Linked DNA regions of Sus scrofa: all the other regions are linked to region 5. Evidence: chromatin contacts called from public Hi-C and HiChIP or PLAC-seq data. All regions are on one chromosome and are shown on one strand. The core of a region is the stretch at or near the end of the contact, and the rest is flanking DNA. Distances in the headings are between cores, read along the strand shown.

Region 1 (3,532 bases), core at 663-3,162, 180 kb after region 5:
AGAGATGTGGGCCTGTTTTCCAACAAAGGAAGCTCCCAAGGCCGCCCTTACAGACTTGAAGTGTAAAAGTCCCAACTGCGAGTGACTAAGCCAGCGTCTATTAGTCAGTTAAGACTAACGACCAGCCAAAAGTAATTTACCATAACACACGCCAGCTCCTCCTCCCGATAAAAGTGTGAAACTCAAGTGCTCATTTCAGTCTGGGCAGAGTCTGTGGCGGCCTACAGTGGCAGAGCGCGGCCAGGCTCTGCGGCCACATCTCGCCTTCGCGCCAGGCGGGTTCGCACCCACCGGGGTTAAGCCCAACCCGGGCCTTGCCAGGGGCGCAAGGCTGCCACTGCCCCACCGCGGCGCCGGGGACGCCAGAGCAGCCAGCGGGGTAGCCGGTCGCTCGCCCCCACGGCGGGCGCGGGCCAAGCCCCGCTGCCGCTCGTGCCCGCGCCGCGCGCCACCTGGAGTCCAAGTTTGGCTCCGAGAGGCGGGGTCTGGAGCAGAGTCGCGGCGGGGGCGGAGCCTGCGCGGTGACGCGGCCGCGTTGGCCGCTGACCCCGGATCCCTGGAATGTGCATTCGTTCAATGGGGCCGCCAGTGCCAGCGGCGCCGAGTCACGTCCGCGCGGAGCGTGCGCACTCGGTGGCGGCGCACGCGGCCCCGCGCCCACGTCACGCGCCCGCCGCGCGGGCCTGCAGCAGGCGACCGGGATCCCCGCGTGGCCCGGCGGGCTGCGGACTGGGGAAGAGGGGGATCGGAACCTCCTCGGGCAGCGTACCCGCTCGCTCCCGGAAGGGCTCCGTAGAAGGGCGGGTGGACGCGGCCCTAGGCTTGGGCGCGCACCCTCCTGTTGTAAAAGTTTAGGGGACCGGCGGCGCGTGTGTCCTTCCCAAGACATGCGGGTGTAAAAGCACTCACCGAGGAGTTCAAATAAAGCTCCTTACAAAACTGTGAACAGCACTTGACTGAAAATCCCCATCCTCAAGATGCTACTAACAGAACCAGGTTACAGAGTGGCCTGGCTTTTCAAAACATGAGTTCTAGCACGGTTTGGCTCAAACAGCCCTAGACGAGAAGGAACTGCCTGAGCAGTCGAGGGAGCCGAGCGGGTGGAGGAAAGCAAGCCACACCAGCGACGGCTTCACGTCGGGGACACGAGCCGCGGCGCAGGCGGGTGGTGCTGACCCGCGGGCGGGCGCCGCGGAGCCGGCTCTCCCGGCAGCGCTCGTTCTCTGGCGGGGGGAGGGGGAGGGAGCGGGGGAGGGCGGGCGCGCGCGCGCGAGGGGAGGGGGCCCGCGCAGGCGCCTTGCGAGGCTGTCGAAGAATCAAGTCTGTAGAAGTGGAGCGGCCGCGGCGGCAGCAGCAGCAGCGACGGCGGCGGCGGAGCTGAGGCGGGCTGGGCGCTGAGGCGGGCGCTGGAGAGCGGCGACGCCAGGAGCTGTGAGAGAGCAGCGGAGCGACCCGGGCCCGTGCCGCGCCCGAGCTCCACGCCGCACGGCCGCCGCCGCCGCCGCCCCGGCGCGGCATGCCCCGCCGCTCGGGCTGAGCCTGCCCCGGCGGCCGCCCCCCGCCCCCCGCCCCCCCGGCCTCCCCGCCCCCCGCCCCGCACTCCGCGCCGGCCGCCGCCGCGACCTGCTGCGCTCCCCCGCGCCCGCGCGGCCCGTCTTCGCCCCGGTCTGGAGGCCCGCCGCGGCCCCGGCCGAGCCCCCGCCGCCGCCGCCGCCGCCGCGCCCGCCGCGCCGCGCCGCCCCGCCGCCCACCCGCGCCCGCGCCGGCCGGGGGGACGTGCTGCCGCGGCTGCAACCCCTCGCCCCGCGCCCGCCGCCCCTCGTGCACCGGGGGCGCTGCGCGGGCGCCGATCCTTCGCGGGCTTTGCCGCCGCCGCCGCCTTTGCGGCCGCCGCCGCCGCTGGTGGGGGAGACGCGGGGTTGGGGGGGGAGGAGGGCGCGCGTGGTGCCGGCGGGGAGCGGCGGCGCCCCCTCCTCCTCCTCCGGCGCCGCGGGCTCCTCGGACATGGCCGCGGCGGTGGCGGTGGCGGCCGCGTCCCGGCGGCAGTCGTGCTACCTGTGTGACCTGCCCCGCATGCCCTGGGCCATGATCTGGGACTTCACGGAGCCCGTGTGCCGCGGCTGCGTCAACTACGAGGGCGCCGACCGCGTCGAGTTCGTCATCGAGACGGCGCGGCAGCTCAAGCGGGCGCACGGCTGCTTCCCGGAGGGCCGCTCCCCGCCCGGCGCCGCGGCTCCGGCCGCCGCTAAGCCGCCGCCGCTCTCCGCCAAGGACCTTCTCCTGCAGCAGCAGCAGCAGCTCGGCCACGGCGGCCCCGAGGCCACCGCGCGCGCCCCGCAGGCCCTGGAGCGCTACCCTCTGGCAGCCGCCGCAGCCGAGCGGCCCCCGCGCCTCGGCTCCGATTTCAGCGGTAGCCGCCCGGCGGCCGGTCTGGCCCAGCCGCCAACGCCGCAGCCGCCGCCCGTGAACGGCATCCTGGTGCCCAACGGCTTCTCCAAGCTGGAGGAGCCGCCGGAGCTGAACCGCCAGAGCCCTAACCCGCGGCGCGGCCACGCCGTGCCTCCCACCCTGGTGCCGCTCATGAACGGCTCGACCACGCCGCTGCCCGCCGCTCTTGGCCTGGGCGGTCGCGCCGCCGCCTCACTGGCCGCCGTGTCCGGGGCCGCGGCTGCCGGGCTGGGCTCGGCGCAGCCGGCCGAACTGGGCGCCCACAAGCGGCCGGCGTCCGTGACGAGCAGCGCGTCGGCGGAGCACGAGCAGCGCGAGGCGGCAGCCAAGGAGAAGCAGCCGCCGCCGACCTCGCACCGCGGCCCGGCAGACAGCTTGACCACCGCGGCCGGGGCGGCCGAGCTGGGCACGGAGGGCGCGGGCAAGGGCCGCGGGCCCGGCGATCAGGACTGGGTCAACAGGCCCAAGACGGTTCGAGACACGCTGCTGGCGCTGCACCAGCACGGCCACTCGGGGCCCTTCGAGAGCAAGTTTAAGAAGGAGCCGGCCCTGACTGCAGGCAGGTTGTTGGGTTTCGAGGCCAACGGGGCCAACGGGTCTAAAGCAGGTAGGGGCGGCTGTGGAGTGAGGTGATCTCGGGGCGAAGAGGGGACGGAGAGCAGAGGAGGGGGTGCCCTTCCCATTCACCATTTCTCCCCCGGCCGGCCCAGAAACAACAAACACCCAACTTCCTGATTTGCCCGAGGCGGAACCAGTGCTTAGTGGCAACGTGTTCCTGTGCTGAAGTAGCACAACAGAGATGAGTCAGACCGGGCTGATAGGCACTGACACCGGGTTTTCCTTTCCCAGCACATTCTTGGAGGAGAGCAGGAGAGCACCAGTCACCTTTTAACCTGCTGGGGGACGTTAGCAGTCGTATGCCCGGTTTAGCCGGGCTACATGCTTGCGTGTGTCAGAATAGGCCGTTGTGTAGGAATCGTTTTCTGTGGCTTTTGTGTTTTTGAGTGGCATACTGCCTCAGCCCTGTAAGTTAAGTGTTTTAAGTTACACGTGCTCTTGAAAGCTCACGTGAGTTTTTATCTAC
Region 2 (3,208 bases), core at 312-2,811, 130 kb after region 5:
AGCTATTAAAACTACAATTAAGAAATGTAGGAGTTCCTTGGAGTTCCCGTCGTGGCGCAGTGCTTAACGAATCTGACTAGGAATCATGAGGTTTCAGGTTTGGTCCCTGGCCTTGCTCAGCGGGTTAAGGATCCAGCGTTGCTGTGAGCTGTGCTGTAGGCTGCAGACGTGGCTCAGATCCCACGTTGCTGTGGCTCTGGCATAGGCTGGCGGCTGCAGCTCTGATTTGACCCCTAGCCTGGGAGCCTCCATATGTCACTGAAGTGGCCTTAGAAAAGGCAAAAAGACAAAAAAAAAAAAAAAAAAAAAAAAAAGAAAAGAAAAGAAAAGAAAGAAAGAAAGAAAGAAATGTAGGCTTTCCTGTCGTGGCTCGGTGATTAATGAACCCAACTAGTATCCGTGAGGACACAGGTTTGATCCCTGGTCTTGCTCAGTGGGTTAAGGATCCAGCGTGCTGTGAGCTGTAGTGTGGTTGCAGACACAGCTCAGATCTGGCATTGCTGTGGCTGTGGTGTAGGCCGACAGCTACAGCTCCAATTTGACCCCTAGCCTGGGAACCTCTATATGCCGCGGGAGCGGCCCTAAAAAGACAAAAGACGAAAAATAATACATAAGTAAAACAAAATGTAAAAAGTTACTGCTTTTACTTATTTAAATGAAAGGAAATCTACAAGCAGGAGAGAAATTATAGATGAGGCAAGTTCTGAGACAGGAACTCTAATTACAGCAGGGCGAGAAGAGTCTGCTTCAGGAAATTTCTGAAAGGTTAAATAGGAAGGCTGAGGGTCAAAATCATACTGTGATGAGAATAGAGAAAATGCGTTTGCAAGGAGCTAAGCTGGGTAGTCACAAAAGGAATGACAAGTACCAAGAAGGAAACCTGAAGCCCCAAGTAAATAACAGAACCTCACCCCAAAAAAGATGCTGAGTATAGTGCACAAATATTCAGAAGGTGCGGAAAGATAAGTCAGAAGCCAAAACTCAGTTACCGCTATCGTGAAAAGGAACAACAGAACTCTTAGCAAAAATAAATGACTTTGCAGAGAGACTCACAGACAAGAGAATAGACTTGTGGTTGCCAAGGCGGAGGGGTTTAAGGGGAGGGAGAGGGATGGACTGAGAGTTTGGGGTTAGTAAATGCAAACTATTACATTTAGAATGGATAAGCAATGAGGTCCTACCGTACAGCACAGGGAACTCGCTCCAATCTCCTGGCATAGATCATATATATATAAAACTGAGTCACTTTTCTGTACAGCAGAAATTAACACATGGTTGTAAATCAACTATACTTCAATAAAATAGATTTTTAAAAAGAAACAAAAAAATTACTCTGCATGTGACTAATACTGCCTTTCTTAGGTAGCTTGGCCTGCAGAGAAAATCACTCCTATCAAGGGTTCTCAGTCCATTTAAGTGAGCCCTAATAAGTGCAAAACCCAACCATGAGGGTGAACCACTGTTATCGTTCAAGGAGTGGAAACCAACAGACAGGACACAGGGGAGTTCGTTAGGACTCTTCAACGCCGATTACAAAATACTGGGAGGAATTCTCCCGAGGACATTGAGTAATGTTTGCAAATGTGTGCAGGTCCGTGTTGACTGTCTGATCCTCTGGACCGGGAAATGCTTCTCAGCCCATCACGGCATGATTTTCTTTTTCCAAATTGAAAATGTGAATATAACTGTAACCAACTCAGAACAGGAGACAGCAGGCACGGCAGGCGAGACAAGAGATTCTGCAATTTGTATGAGAAGAAATAGAATTCAATCTAGGAATGCCTATTTACTGAGCCTCAGAGTGCACTAAGCATCAGGAGCCATAGTCACCACAGTTGATTAAAAAAAAGTATGTCTCCTGTTAATTCACACATTTCCAAGAGGTGGGTGTTGTTAGCCCTCTTTGTTAATGGGAAAAAAATGAGATTCAGAGAGGTTAATTGAACTGGAGATCTCCCGATTTCTAGTCTTAGATCCTTCCTGTGCACTTTCTGTGTTTAAATTCTGGTCCCATCCCTTCTTAGCTGAGTTAGTTGAAGAAGTTATTTAGCCTCTGTAATTGTCTGTTGTTAATGGAAATACTAATTTCTGCCACATAACATGGTTGTAGGGATTCAATGAGGGGACATATGTAAGAATGCCAGCCATGGTGCCTGGCACATAGTAGGCCCTCAGCAAAAGCTGGTGTCTCTCCTTTACTGATGCACAGTGGTGAAGGGAGCAGACTATCCAGCCAGGGTGGCACAACACAGCAGCAACAGCAGAGTGATGCCCCAGTGAGGTGCAAGATGGCCTGCCAGCTGCCCTCTGGGGTCCTATATGGGTACTCAGGCTCAGTAGGGGCTTGCTGTGTGGGTCTGGGAGGCACAGGAACTGGGGCAGAGCCCCTAAGGAGGAAAGGGGTTTATGTGGGTGGAGAGATGGGCAAGGGTTGAGCAGGCAGAGAACAAGGCACTGAAGCAGGAAGATGGGGTGGAGGGAGGGGAGTGTTTGTGAAGGACCCAGGGGGGCTCCTGACCAGCAGGCTGAACAGTGAGCTAAGGCTGGGAAGGGGAGGAGAGGGAAGTCGGAGGTGGCGGAGGCTCCCAGTGGGCAACTTCCACTCAAGGATTTCAACCCATTCCTATAAGAGAAGGGTTACTCGTAAAGGCCTGTCAACTTGGAGTATCCATTATTAAAATTAATTTATGCCAGTGTGTAAACTGGACTGTCAAGGAAAAGGTGAAAAAACAGGGAATTTTTATTATTTTATTTTTATTTATTTACTTGATCTTTTTAGGGCCACATCTGCGGCGTATGGCAGTTCCCAGGTTAGGGGTTGAATTAGAGCTGCGGCTGAGGCCTACACCACAGCCAGAGCAACAGTGGATCTATGTCGCATTTGAGACCTACACTATAGTGTGCAGCAACACTGGCTACTTAACCCACTGAGTGGGGCCAGGAATCGAACCCACATCTTCATGGCTATTAGTCACATTCTTAACTGGCTGAGCCTCAGTGGGAACTCCCTGAATTTTTACATTTTATACACACACAGCCCTTTTTATTACAAAACATATATAGTCTACTTAACCCCACTTTAAAGGGCTTGGGCATTATTTTGACTCTTGCAATCAATTAAAAAGGTTTAAAACAGCTGTGTTTTTACTTTTCTGACATATTATGGTCATATCTAGAATTCATGTGATGTTAAATCAAGAATAAAACT
Region 3 (3,121 bases), core at 182-2,681, 200 kb after region 5:
ATGGAGTCCGGGCCCTGGGAAAGCTCTTCGTTTACAGGGAAGGCATGAGAAACAGAGAATGTGAGCCAGACATCTGATGAAAGCATTTAAAATAGCCCGATGGGGTATTTACTCACAGATGCTGTGTTAAATTGGGATTAAAGAGAGTAAAATTCCAGAGATCCTTAGAAGACTCCAGGAATTCTTGGCAGGAGCAGAGAGTGGCATGACTCAGGGTGAGAAGTTTGTCTCAAAGTACAACATATAAGAGGCGAGGGCTGTTGTCACAGCGGCCTGGGGATGCTAAGCAGTGCAGACTCTGGGAGGCTAAGATGCAGGGAACTTGCCTTTTAAATTGCAGGACCAAACTGAACAGAAGAAAATAGGCTAGTTTTTCTCTTAACTGATTAGGAGACATTGAATGCTATTCCATGTATCCAAATGTCATGAAATGCAGTTTTTCTGTTCATGAGCAAATGGCATATAGGGAGAGTAAACTCAAATCTCACGTGCAAGGTCACAGCTCTGCGCCCAGGCAGCATTTCTCCATCCACCAGGCATGGAGGAGAGACAGGCTCGGGGCAGAGGCGGGGGCTTCCATCTGCCATTCAGATGTTCCCGATTTAGGTCCAACGGGGCTGCAGGGCAATCACCGCAGGGAGTAGAGTTGAGAGACAGGAGCTCTGTCCTCCAGGATCAGTTCTTAGATCTGCACACATTGTGATCTCTCATCCCTGAGCTTCTCTGACTCCCCCTAACTTCCCCCACGCACGCCACTCTCGCCATCCCTGAGTCCCAGATGCATTGCAGAAGCCTGGAGGCTCGGCTGAGGGTGAGAGGCATGCAAAATAGGAAAGAAGTATAGCAAAGTTATTAACCGCCCAGGTTTGGGCATCAAAAAGTCTGTGTTCAAATTCAGTCTCCACAATGCAATTAGTTGCGAATCACAAATAAGTCATTTTCTTCTTTTTAAGCAGAATTTTTACGCTTGCAAAAGACTAGCATTAGTTGGAGTTCCTGTTGTGGCTCAGGGGGTTAAGAACCCGACTAGTATTCATGAGGATGCAGGTTCCATCCCTGGTCTCGCTCAGTGGGTTAAGGACCCTGCACAGCATAGGCCACAGATGCGGCTAGGATCTGTGTTGCTGTGCCTGTGGTGTAGGTCAGCGGCTGCATCTCCAATTAGATATTAGACCTCCTAGCCTGGGAACTTCCATATGCCTCGGGTGCAGCCCTAAAAAAAAAAAAAAAAGAAAGAAAGAAAGAAAGAAAGAAAAAGAAAAAAGAAGAAAAAAAAAAAAAAGACTAGCACTGGTCTTGAAGGGCTTTTGGAGTTTTGCATATTGAATGAAATACTCTACTTAAAATGTTTAGTGCGCCTGCTCTCCTTAGTACGTGCTCAGCATGTGGTCCTGGGTATCAGAATGTGCCTGTACCCATGTCCTGAGCCAACACTAGGACTAAACAGTGCTGTCTGTGCCCTTCTTTGCTTCTCTCTCCTAGCAACCCCAACTCAAACACTAGCTACTGAAATACTAAACCCCGTTAATAGGCAGCTTCATCTCTGAGACACCTCCACAGTGCAGCATGGACCCCACTTTGACCTCCACTGCCATGTTTTCCTGCTAATTTTCTGGTTAATCCAACAATTTGAACAAGAGTGTTATCCCTGCCCCCCACCCCCACCCCCCCATCTCCCACCGGAAGACAGACATGCCAGCAACTGGTGGGGAGCTAGGGTCATGGCAGCACAGAGGTAAATCTTGCCCAAGAAACCCTGTAGGAGAGCCCACAAAAGAAAGAGGCTCTTAGCCAAAGGAGATTTTATTTTGCAGTTTCCAAAAGGTAAGGGAACACTTCCAACTTTTTTTTTTTGTTTGCTTATAGGCTCGGAATTTAAACATAGGACACTGAATGGCCAGAACCTTGGCCCACCCCTGAGTACCCGGGGCAGGTTGCCAGCACCAGGAGTTCGAGTTTCTGCCCAGTAGGCTTGTAACCTGAACTTTCTATTTCTAAAATCCCAGTTCTCAGTAGCCAGCACACATTTTGAGCCACAAAATTCTGAGAATTATTGCCCTTGTCAGCTGCTAAGTCACATGCCCTTCAGTCTGCTCCCTGCTCCTGGTATAATAGTACTTCTGTTAGAGCCTATGAATTTCACTGTCACATAAAAATTGGCAACTCTTTTAATACCACCCAAGGCTTGCCATAATCACCCAGAAATATACCGTCGGGGCTGTCATAATTCATCCATTTTTAGGATCCCTCAGGATCTCCAAATACAATGACTGATAGCAAATTAATAGATACTTTGGATCTTCCCATTTAACTTCATCAAAGAACTGACCCCCAGGATGAAAATTTCGTTTAATTAGGATAATATTTCATATTTAAAGAGTGCCTCCAAGCCAAGAAGCCCAGAGATCTTATCTCTTCATTTTCTTTCTTTTTTTTTTTTTCTTTTTTTGCTTTTTTAGGGCTGCACCCTCAGCATATGGAGGTTCCCAGGCTAGGGGTCTGTCTAGTCGGATCTGCAGCTGCTGGCCACAGCCACAGCAAAGGGGGATCCGAGCCGCATCTTCAACCCACACCACAGCTCACCGCAATGCTGGATCCTTAACCCACTGAGTGAAGCCAGGGATCGAACCTGCAACCTCACTGTTCCTAGTCAGATTTGTTTCCACTATGCCATGACAGGAACTGCTATCCCTTTATTATCAAAGCCGCATTGCCCGTCACTCAGAGCCAACTCTTAGAGAACAGGCATGTTTGTCCCCATTTTGTGGATGAAAAGAGCTTGCACACTGCTGCACAGTAACATGTAAAATGACCATTACAGAGTTAGGGGCTAGGGATGTGAACCTAGTCTCCCCATTCACACTTCACTGCTGACTTTATTTCCTTAATTTATGTCTATGAACTATCAGCAGCACAAAAATACATACAGAATCTTTTTTTTTTTTTAGCACATGTTTAATGAATAGGGGATCCTGTGTACATGGCAAAGCTGTAAATAGATGTCAGTGGTGGAATGCTGGGCTGGACAAATATAGAACGCAGCTTGTGCTCAGCAATTTGTTGCGCGCCCCCCCCCCCCCCCCACAGAGCCCTGGGCTGGTATGTTAACTGGTCTGTTTGG
Region 4 (3,313 bases), core at 649-3,148, 240 kb after region 5:
TTCACTAATAATGTGCCCAGGTCTCGCCTTGGACACGGTCGATCCTGGGAGTCAGTCAGATCCAGGCCTTTGGGCTACAAGTCCAGCGGCAGTTGCTTCCGTAGGAGGGTCCACTGGCCTGCTTCAGAGGGGGCCTCTGCCCACAGATGGGGACAGTCATGCAGTCTGCCTTCACCTCCAGGGCATCGTGTCTCCCAATAGACACTTGGTCCCCATCTTCCTGTCCTGATGTCCCACTGCCCGTGTGCCCTAAGGAACCACTGACCGGAGTTGAAAGTAGCCATCAATATCTGGCAACCGTAAAACCTGGGGTGTGTTTTGTTGATAAAAACCCCCCAAAGGAAACGACCACAGGAGCTGTGAGGAGTCCAGAGTGGGAGATGTTTTCCAGAAAGGGCCCCTCCAGGGCCGTGGCTTCAGGACAGTCTGTTGCAAACAGGCCCCAAGAATATCTACCATCATCACTGTTAGCGCTGCTGTCGCCCTGGCACCATCAGACTCCACATCTGGGGGGCGCTCCTAATTCTGGATTCCTTGGAGAGCTTGTGGGGCCTGGCTGTCCCCCCTCCTGCTGTCTGTCTTCTGTGTCACTCCTGACTGCCTCCCGCAAGCAGAGCATTCCCTGGGGAGGTTTCCCCGGGGACCCTTTTCTCTGGCTTCCTTACGCAGCTGTCACACTGTCCCACTTGTTTTTCAAGAAGGAGGTCCCCAGGGTTTCTTCAAGGCAGACCTGAACTTGACCCTGCCATGTGGATTTGTCCCCTCTCATCTCCCCGCCCCACCCCCCCGGGAAAGGGGGACCCAACCCAGGCACCCATGGGCGGGTCCTAACAGCCTCTTGGCCTCTGCAGTGCATCACCTGTTGTTTTCTATCCAGAATATGCGTTTGGACATGGAAGGATTTCAGCGGTTCCTGCAAAGGCAAACCTCTCTGGAGGAACCAGAGATGTCTTCTTGGCAGACCAGCTTCACACCCCACAGGGCAGTCTGTCAGCAAAGCATTTAAGGGGATGCGTGCTTAGGTAACACATGAGGGAGGGTAGGTGAGGGAAGCCATCATCCAGCACTTGATCATGAACTTCATATCCGCCAAAGGTGTCTTTTGTTTTTTGTTTTTTGTTTTGTCTTTTTGCCATTTCTAGGGCCACTCCCGCCGCTTATGAAGGTTCCCAGGCTAGGGGTCTAATCGGAGCTGTAGCCACCGAGGGAATCCGAGCCGCATCTGTGACCTACACCACAGCTCAGGACAATGCCGGATCCCTAACCCACTGAGCAAGGCCAGGGATCGAACCCACAACCTCACGGTTCCTAGTCGGATTCGTTAACCACTGAGCCACGACGGGAACTCCTTTACCCGCCAAAAGTTTTTAAGTCATTGCTGCTAGCGCTTCCTCCCAGACACCCTTAGGAGGTGGGTAGAGGCTGGTGTCCTCCTTTTGAGAATAAGGACAAGGAGAGGGAAATACCCCCAAGGACACATCCATGGAATAAGAAGGGTCAGAGGCCTCGGTGGGGAGGTGTTCCCCTCAGCTAACCTCCACTCCTGCCCCCAGCCCCATGTGCCTCCAGCAAGCCAATGCCGAGGATGTTTCTGGAGTGCGGCTTTCACCCAGGAATTGTCTAAGATGTTAGCTTGCTGGGAGCGAGGCTGAGGTCTCGGTCACTGTCACCTAGCATGTGGGTGCTGTGCAGTAAGTCACCGAAAGATGCTCACCTACTGAGCACAAAAAAAGCAAACTCTCACTCTCCAGCCACTCCCGAGCCAGCTTTGAAGCAAGATGTATTTTTAAACACAAGCCTCGTACAGAAAATGTTCCCTCGCATGTCCCCATAGCCTACTAATGGGGCAACTGTTGGCAACCAATACCACCAGCCCGTGCTCAGGGCTGTGTTCTCAATTTTTCTTTCTATTCTTGTCCCCTGGCATATGATAGGGGTTGCTGTCCCGGGAGACTGCAGGCTACTGACGGAAAAGCTTGCAGTCGGTTCTGGCCTGCTCTCAATTTCCAGACTCTCTGATTTCGTTCAAACGCGGGACCTGTGGACCTGTGTCCCTTTACCCAGTTGGTAACTTGGATTTTTTTGTATTCTTCTTGCAGATTCCATGGAATAGCCTGATGTTTCCCAGAAGGCTGGGGACCCCCACCGCCCGCCCCCAGCAGTGCCCCAGGCTGACAAGGGGATTGAAGTCGGAAAGTCAGACGCCTGTCCAGTGCCTGAGAAAGCGGCCTCTGTGCTCCTGCTGGATTTCACAGCAGGGCCAAGGGCCTCACTTCCCTCCTTTGCAAAGGAAAATAGCCATTCTGGCATCAACTTTGCTGATGAGGATTTATCTCCGAAGCCAAAAGGAAAAAAAGTCACCTCTTGAGTCCTAATTAGAATGATTCCTCTACTTAATTTATTCAGGATAGCCTCCTGAATTGGCCTGGTGTGTCCTTGAGTATTGTTACTATTACTGCTGCTGTTGCTGTTGTTGTTTTAAAGAAGCCATTTCTGACCAGGGGCTGGGGAGATGCCTTTTGTTCGCCTCTGGGCCCTGCGGTACCGGCCCCCGCCAAGGGAACCATTCCTGCACTGCTGTGTTTATTTGAGTTATGTAATATAAACAGCTCCAAGGAGATGGGCTCCGCCACTTTTTGTTTTTAGACTCCGACTTCACTTGCCCTCTGCAGAGCTTGGCGCTTGGGTGGTTTCCTCCAGCCTCCTCTGTTTTGCTGCTGGGGAACACAACAGCCTGCCGTTGACCCTTCTCTAGGACTAGCCCTTTCCTTCTCAGACCCAGCAACGAAACAGAGACGCTGCTGAGGCTGACAGTGTCCTCAAAGGCTCAGCCTAGGCTGGAGGTGGAGGGGGCATCAGAATGAGCTGTCTTGGGCATTAAGCTTTCTCTGTAGCTTCTTCACTGATACCTAGTTCCTCCAAGTCAGAAGTATCCCTTGGTGTTCCCATCATGGCTCAGCGGTTAACAAACCCGACTAGCATCCATGAGGATGTGGATTCGATCCTTGGCCTTGCTCAATGGGTTAAGGATCTGGCGCTGCCGTGAGCTGTAGTGTAGGTTGCAGACACGGCTCGGATCCCACGTCGCTCTGGCTGTGGTGAAGGCCAGCAGCTGCAGCTCCGATCAGACCCCTAGCCTGGGAACCTCCATATGCCACAGTCCTAAAAGCCAAAAAGCCAAAAAGCTAAAAAAAAAAAAAGAAAAGAAAAGAAGTATCCCTAGAATGTCTGAAACATAATTCCGTGTCGCATATGGATTCACACCTGACTTTTCAGGAACACCTCTGATGTGTAAAACACATGTGACTATAGT
Region 5 (3,121 bases), core at 620-3,119:
GTTGGGCTTCAAGTTCCCTTTAGGGAGATAGAACTCCAAGCGTCTGGCCAAGACAGGAATTGCCAGACCCTTATCATCACCCCTCCTGTCTCATTGTAGTGCTCCCTCCCCCACCTTGAGCAACCAGGTCTACTCCTTCTTGCCCCTACTAGGAAAGGTATATGGCCCACTCCTCGCCCCACCCCTATAGGACCTTACATGCTCCCAACCAACCAGCAAGCGTATCCTAAGACTCCCCTCTTTCCCCAACCAATCAGCAGGTCAGCAGATATATCCTGAGACATCTCCTCTCCCTGGGCTATTAAAACAGACATGACCACACGTTCAAGGATTGGTTCTCCCCGATCATCAGCAAGTCAGCCTGCTTTGCTTGCAGCATCTCTTATCTCAATAAACTCTACTTTCTCTCCCCTCGCCATGCTCAATAAACTCTTCTTTCTTTTCACCCCGATACGAGTCCAGAAATTATTTTGTGACCCGTGTGCACAGACCACAACAGGTCCAAAGGCATCTATACTGTCTCCTGGGTCTTTCTAAGTGTCAGGGAGCAGGAGGGTCTCTCTAGTGTGGCCCCCACAGCATTGCTCCAACGTTGTCCATAACCTCTTGACCATCCATGTTTATCGCACACTCTTCATCTTTGCCGTCATCCTCTTGGGCCACCAAGTCTGAGCGCACCTTTCCCAGAGCGTTCTGCCCCCCAGCTCACGTTTCCCCAGCTAGTTTTCTTGGTGGCGGCAATTCATCCCTGGCTACTCGAGAGAATTAGCCTTAAAAAAAAAAAAATACACATGTTGGAGTTCCCACTGTGGCTCAGTGGTTAACAAATCTGACTAGGAACCATGAGGTTGTGGGTTCGATTCCTGTTTAAGGATCCAGCGTTGCCAGGAGTTGTGGTGTAGGTTGCAGATGCAGCTCAGATTCTGCATTGCTATGGCTGTGGCGTAGGCCGGCAGTTGTAGTTCTGATTCGACCCTAGCCTGGGAGAGCCTGGGAACCTCTATATGCCAAGGGTGTGGTCCTGAGAAGCAAAAAGAAAAAAAAAAAAATACACATGCTTGTGTCCTGCACCCAGAAATGTTTCTAGTGGTGGAGGTGGTGTATCTGGGAGTTGTCTGCGCAAAACAGGAATTTTGCCCCCTGCATCCTCTTGTTTCCTGGGCTGGGCCTTGGGGGAAAGCTCTCCTGGGCACCAGGACCTGGTGTCACAATCAGGCCATAAGAAACTGAGGCTAATGCTGCTTTTTTCCAGGGCAGCGAACAGGCAACCTCTCTGCCCAGCAAGGCCACCCTGGGCCCCAGCAGGACGACTGGGGTCAGGGACGGGGGCACTGGCCAGGGTGACCCCGGGGGAGGGGCTGGTGTGGCCTCATGCCTCTCAGCCTGAGTTCCTTGGACCCCCTTGGCTTTTCTGATCGTGAGTCCCTGGGCTCCTCTCCTCCCCGCAAAATGCCCAAGGAAAGAATCATACAGAGGACAGGCTCAACTGTGGGAGGCTGGAGCAAAAAGCCAATAAAACTGGCTTTATTTGTAATGTTCCCGTGTTTGTTATTTCGTTATCCCTACCCTGCTTCCTCCAAGCAATGTAACAAGGAAAAGGATTTAAAAAAAAAAAAAACTCCCTGCTCTAAGTATGCATGAACTTCATGGCCTCACTTGATCCTTTACCTCCTTCTTCTCCAGCAGGCCAGTGCATGAATTCCTCTCCCAAACGGTGTGTTTTCCATCCTAACTTTTATGGCATGTCCCTCGATTAATGGTTGACGTATTCATTTTCTCCCCTCCGCCCCCATTATCAAAGTGTGCTTTGACTAACGATTAACTCTCTGGTTAACAGAAAGAAACCTGTTAATCATCTACAAGCCCTCGAGCAGGAAAATCATTCTTTGTAACCTTTTCCCAACGGCAGGAGAGCCCCCTGTCCCGAGGCAGCTGACCTTCAACCACACCTGGGTCCCGAAGCTTGCAAAACCCCGACTGTAATCGTGTTACAAGGGCTTATTAGTAAGCCAAGGTCATAAACCCCTGAGGAGCGAGTGACGCTGGTTCTCCCAGCCAGGCAGGGAGAGCACTCTTCAGTCCAGACACCCTAACTCCAGGACCCTATAAAGAGACCAAGCGGCACCTCTTTTTTAAAAAAAAAAAAAATTGTTTTGCCAGTGAGGGCTAATCATTCTCTGTTGTACATTCTTTGTTGCTGGGAGACTCAATGGCTGTACAGGCTGTTCTTTCTCGGAGCCATAGTTCAAAAGTGCTCCTGACCCAAACACACACGTGTTGTAATCCTGCCCTCCCTTGTGTGGGGCCGGCAGACAACTAGCAAGTGTGCAGCCCCAGCCAGACCCAGAGGCTGGAAGGGGGGAACCTTCTTCTGAAGTTAGGTGGGCGGTGCCTTTCTTTCCTGGAAGGAGCTGGAGGAGGAGGGGAAGGGATGGGGCGGGATGCTTTAGGGGGCCCCCTCCTCACCCCAGAGGGAAGGGCTGGAGACCTGTGGCTCACCATCTGGGATGCGATGTGTGCCCCAGGGCTAGAGAGTCAGTCCTCGTGGAGAAAGCAACCCCTTCGTTCATTTGCAAAGCTGATCTGCTGTGGAGTGGGGAGGCCGGGAGAAAGGAGGGCTCCCCTCCATCCTTGCTGGGTTTGGCTTGCTTTTCTCCCTGGTGGCACCCCGCTCCTTCTTCTTAAATAAGACCCGGCAGCAAGGGAGAGTCTGGTCTGCTGAGAGGACGCAGGCGCTGCCAGACTTATTAGGAAAGAGGCAGCCCGGGTTTTGGCCAGCGCTGGCGCTGTGGACCACATGGTCCTCTGCGCGCCTGGTTACTGTCAGCGCTGCGCTCTGGACCCCGCCGCCCTGGCCTCCTCCCCGCTGCCCGCAGCGCCTGCCCTGCTCCGATCCAAACATTTCCACATTAGGCAGCCTTGCTGCCTGGCTCCCCGCCTCCAGCCGTGACCTGGGGTGACCTCCGTCCCGGGCTCGATGCCAAGCGCTCCACCACAGGTGCACTTGCCTGTTTTCTGGGTCGCCCTTGTGATCTGGTGTCCAGGTGCTTGGCAACATTTAGCAAACCTTCCTCGGTGCTCTGTGTCGTCTTGACACTGTTTGCGCAGACACCCTTGGGGA

What was found. A called contact is a pair of places that touch in the nucleus more often than the background predicts. HiChIP or PLAC-seq counts read pairs in DNA pulled down with a chosen protein or histone mark.
Region 1: a contact with region 5 is called in an H3K27ac HiChIP or PLAC-seq map of skeletal muscle. The contact joins the promoter of IRF2BP2 here to the enhancer-like site in region 5. A contact is called at or near these places in 2 of 5 promoter capture datasets (fetal liver and liver), 18 of 47 Hi-C or Micro-C datasets (alveolar macrophages, embryonic fibroblasts, epiblast stem cells and 10 more) and 2 of 2 datasets of contacts at active chromatin or transcription factors (alveolar macrophages and skeletal muscle).
Region 2: a Hi-C map of liver shows a contact between it and region 5, with 1.9 times the contacts expected there. The contact joins two enhancer-like sites. A contact is called at or near these places in 5 of 47 Hi-C or Micro-C datasets (embryonic fibroblasts, fetal liver, liver and 1 more) and 1 of 2 datasets of contacts at active chromatin or transcription factors (alveolar macrophages).
Region 3: a contact with region 5 is called in an H3K27ac HiChIP or PLAC-seq map of skeletal muscle. The contact joins two enhancer-like sites. A contact is called at or near these places in 6 of 47 Hi-C or Micro-C datasets (heart right ventricle, liver, mesenteric adipose tissue and 2 more) and 2 of 2 datasets of contacts at active chromatin or transcription factors (alveolar macrophages and skeletal muscle).
Region 4: a contact with region 5 is called in an H3K27ac HiChIP or PLAC-seq map of skeletal muscle. The contact joins two enhancer-like sites. A contact is called at or near these places in 4 of 47 Hi-C or Micro-C datasets (heart right ventricle, liver, mesenteric adipose tissue and 1 more) and 1 of 2 datasets of contacts at active chromatin or transcription factors (skeletal muscle).

The regions. Positions count from the first base shown.
Region 1 is chr14:56,543,880-56,547,411 of Sscrofa11.1, forward strand. IRF2BP2 (interferon regulatory factor 2-binding protein 2) reads left to right here and starts at 1,913. Exons shown (of 2, transcript XM_021074288.1): 1 at 1,913-3,007. The coding sequence starts at 2,005. It overlaps LOC110256820, which reads right to left and starts at 2,006. Exons shown (of 2, transcript XM_021073692.1): 1 at 1,601-2,006; 2 at 1,133-1,539. The coding sequence starts at 2,006. The coding sequence ends at 1,133.
Region 2 is chr14:56,491,055-56,494,262 of Sscrofa11.1, forward strand. The region is part of intron 4 of LOC102158473 (a long non-coding RNA gene); the gene reads right to left. Among named protein-coding and RNA genes, the nearest start is that of IRF2BP2, 53 kb to the right of the region's middle. Within about 2 kb of position 1,562, at least 4 of the 83 cell types and tissues checked have an H3K27ac peak or open chromatin away from gene starts, as enhancers often do. A contact at or near this core is called in fetal liver and liver, where this site is marked.
Region 3 is chr14:56,567,025-56,570,145 of Sscrofa11.1, forward strand. No RefSeq gene overlaps it. Among named protein-coding and RNA genes, the nearest start is that of IRF2BP2, 23 kb to the left of the region's middle. Within about 2 kb of position 1,432, at least 6 of the 83 cell types and tissues checked have an H3K27ac peak or open chromatin away from gene starts, as enhancers often do. A contact at or near this core is called in skeletal muscle, where this site is marked.
Region 4 is chr14:56,605,578-56,608,890 of Sscrofa11.1, forward strand. It overlaps LOC110256752 (a long non-coding RNA gene), which reads left to right. Exons shown (of 2, transcript XR_002338680.1): 2 at 2,100-2,425. LOC106506002 (a long non-coding RNA gene) reads right to left here. Exons shown (of 3, transcript XR_002338684.1): 3 at 3,156-3,313. Among named protein-coding and RNA genes, the nearest start is that of IRF2BP2, 61 kb to the left of the region's middle. Within about 2 kb of position 1,899, at least 28 of the 83 cell types and tissues checked have an H3K27ac peak or open chromatin away from gene starts, as enhancers often do. A contact at or near this core is called in liver, mesenteric adipose tissue, retroperitoneal adipose tissue and 1 more, where this site is marked.
Region 5 is chr14:56,362,437-56,365,557 of Sscrofa11.1, forward strand. No RefSeq gene overlaps it. Among named protein-coding and RNA genes, the nearest start is that of IRF2BP2, 180 kb to the right of the region's middle. Within about 2 kb of position 1,870, at least 60 of the 83 cell types and tissues checked have an H3K27ac peak or open chromatin away from gene starts, as enhancers often do. A contact at or near this core is called in alveolar macrophages, fetal liver, liver and 5 more, where this site is marked.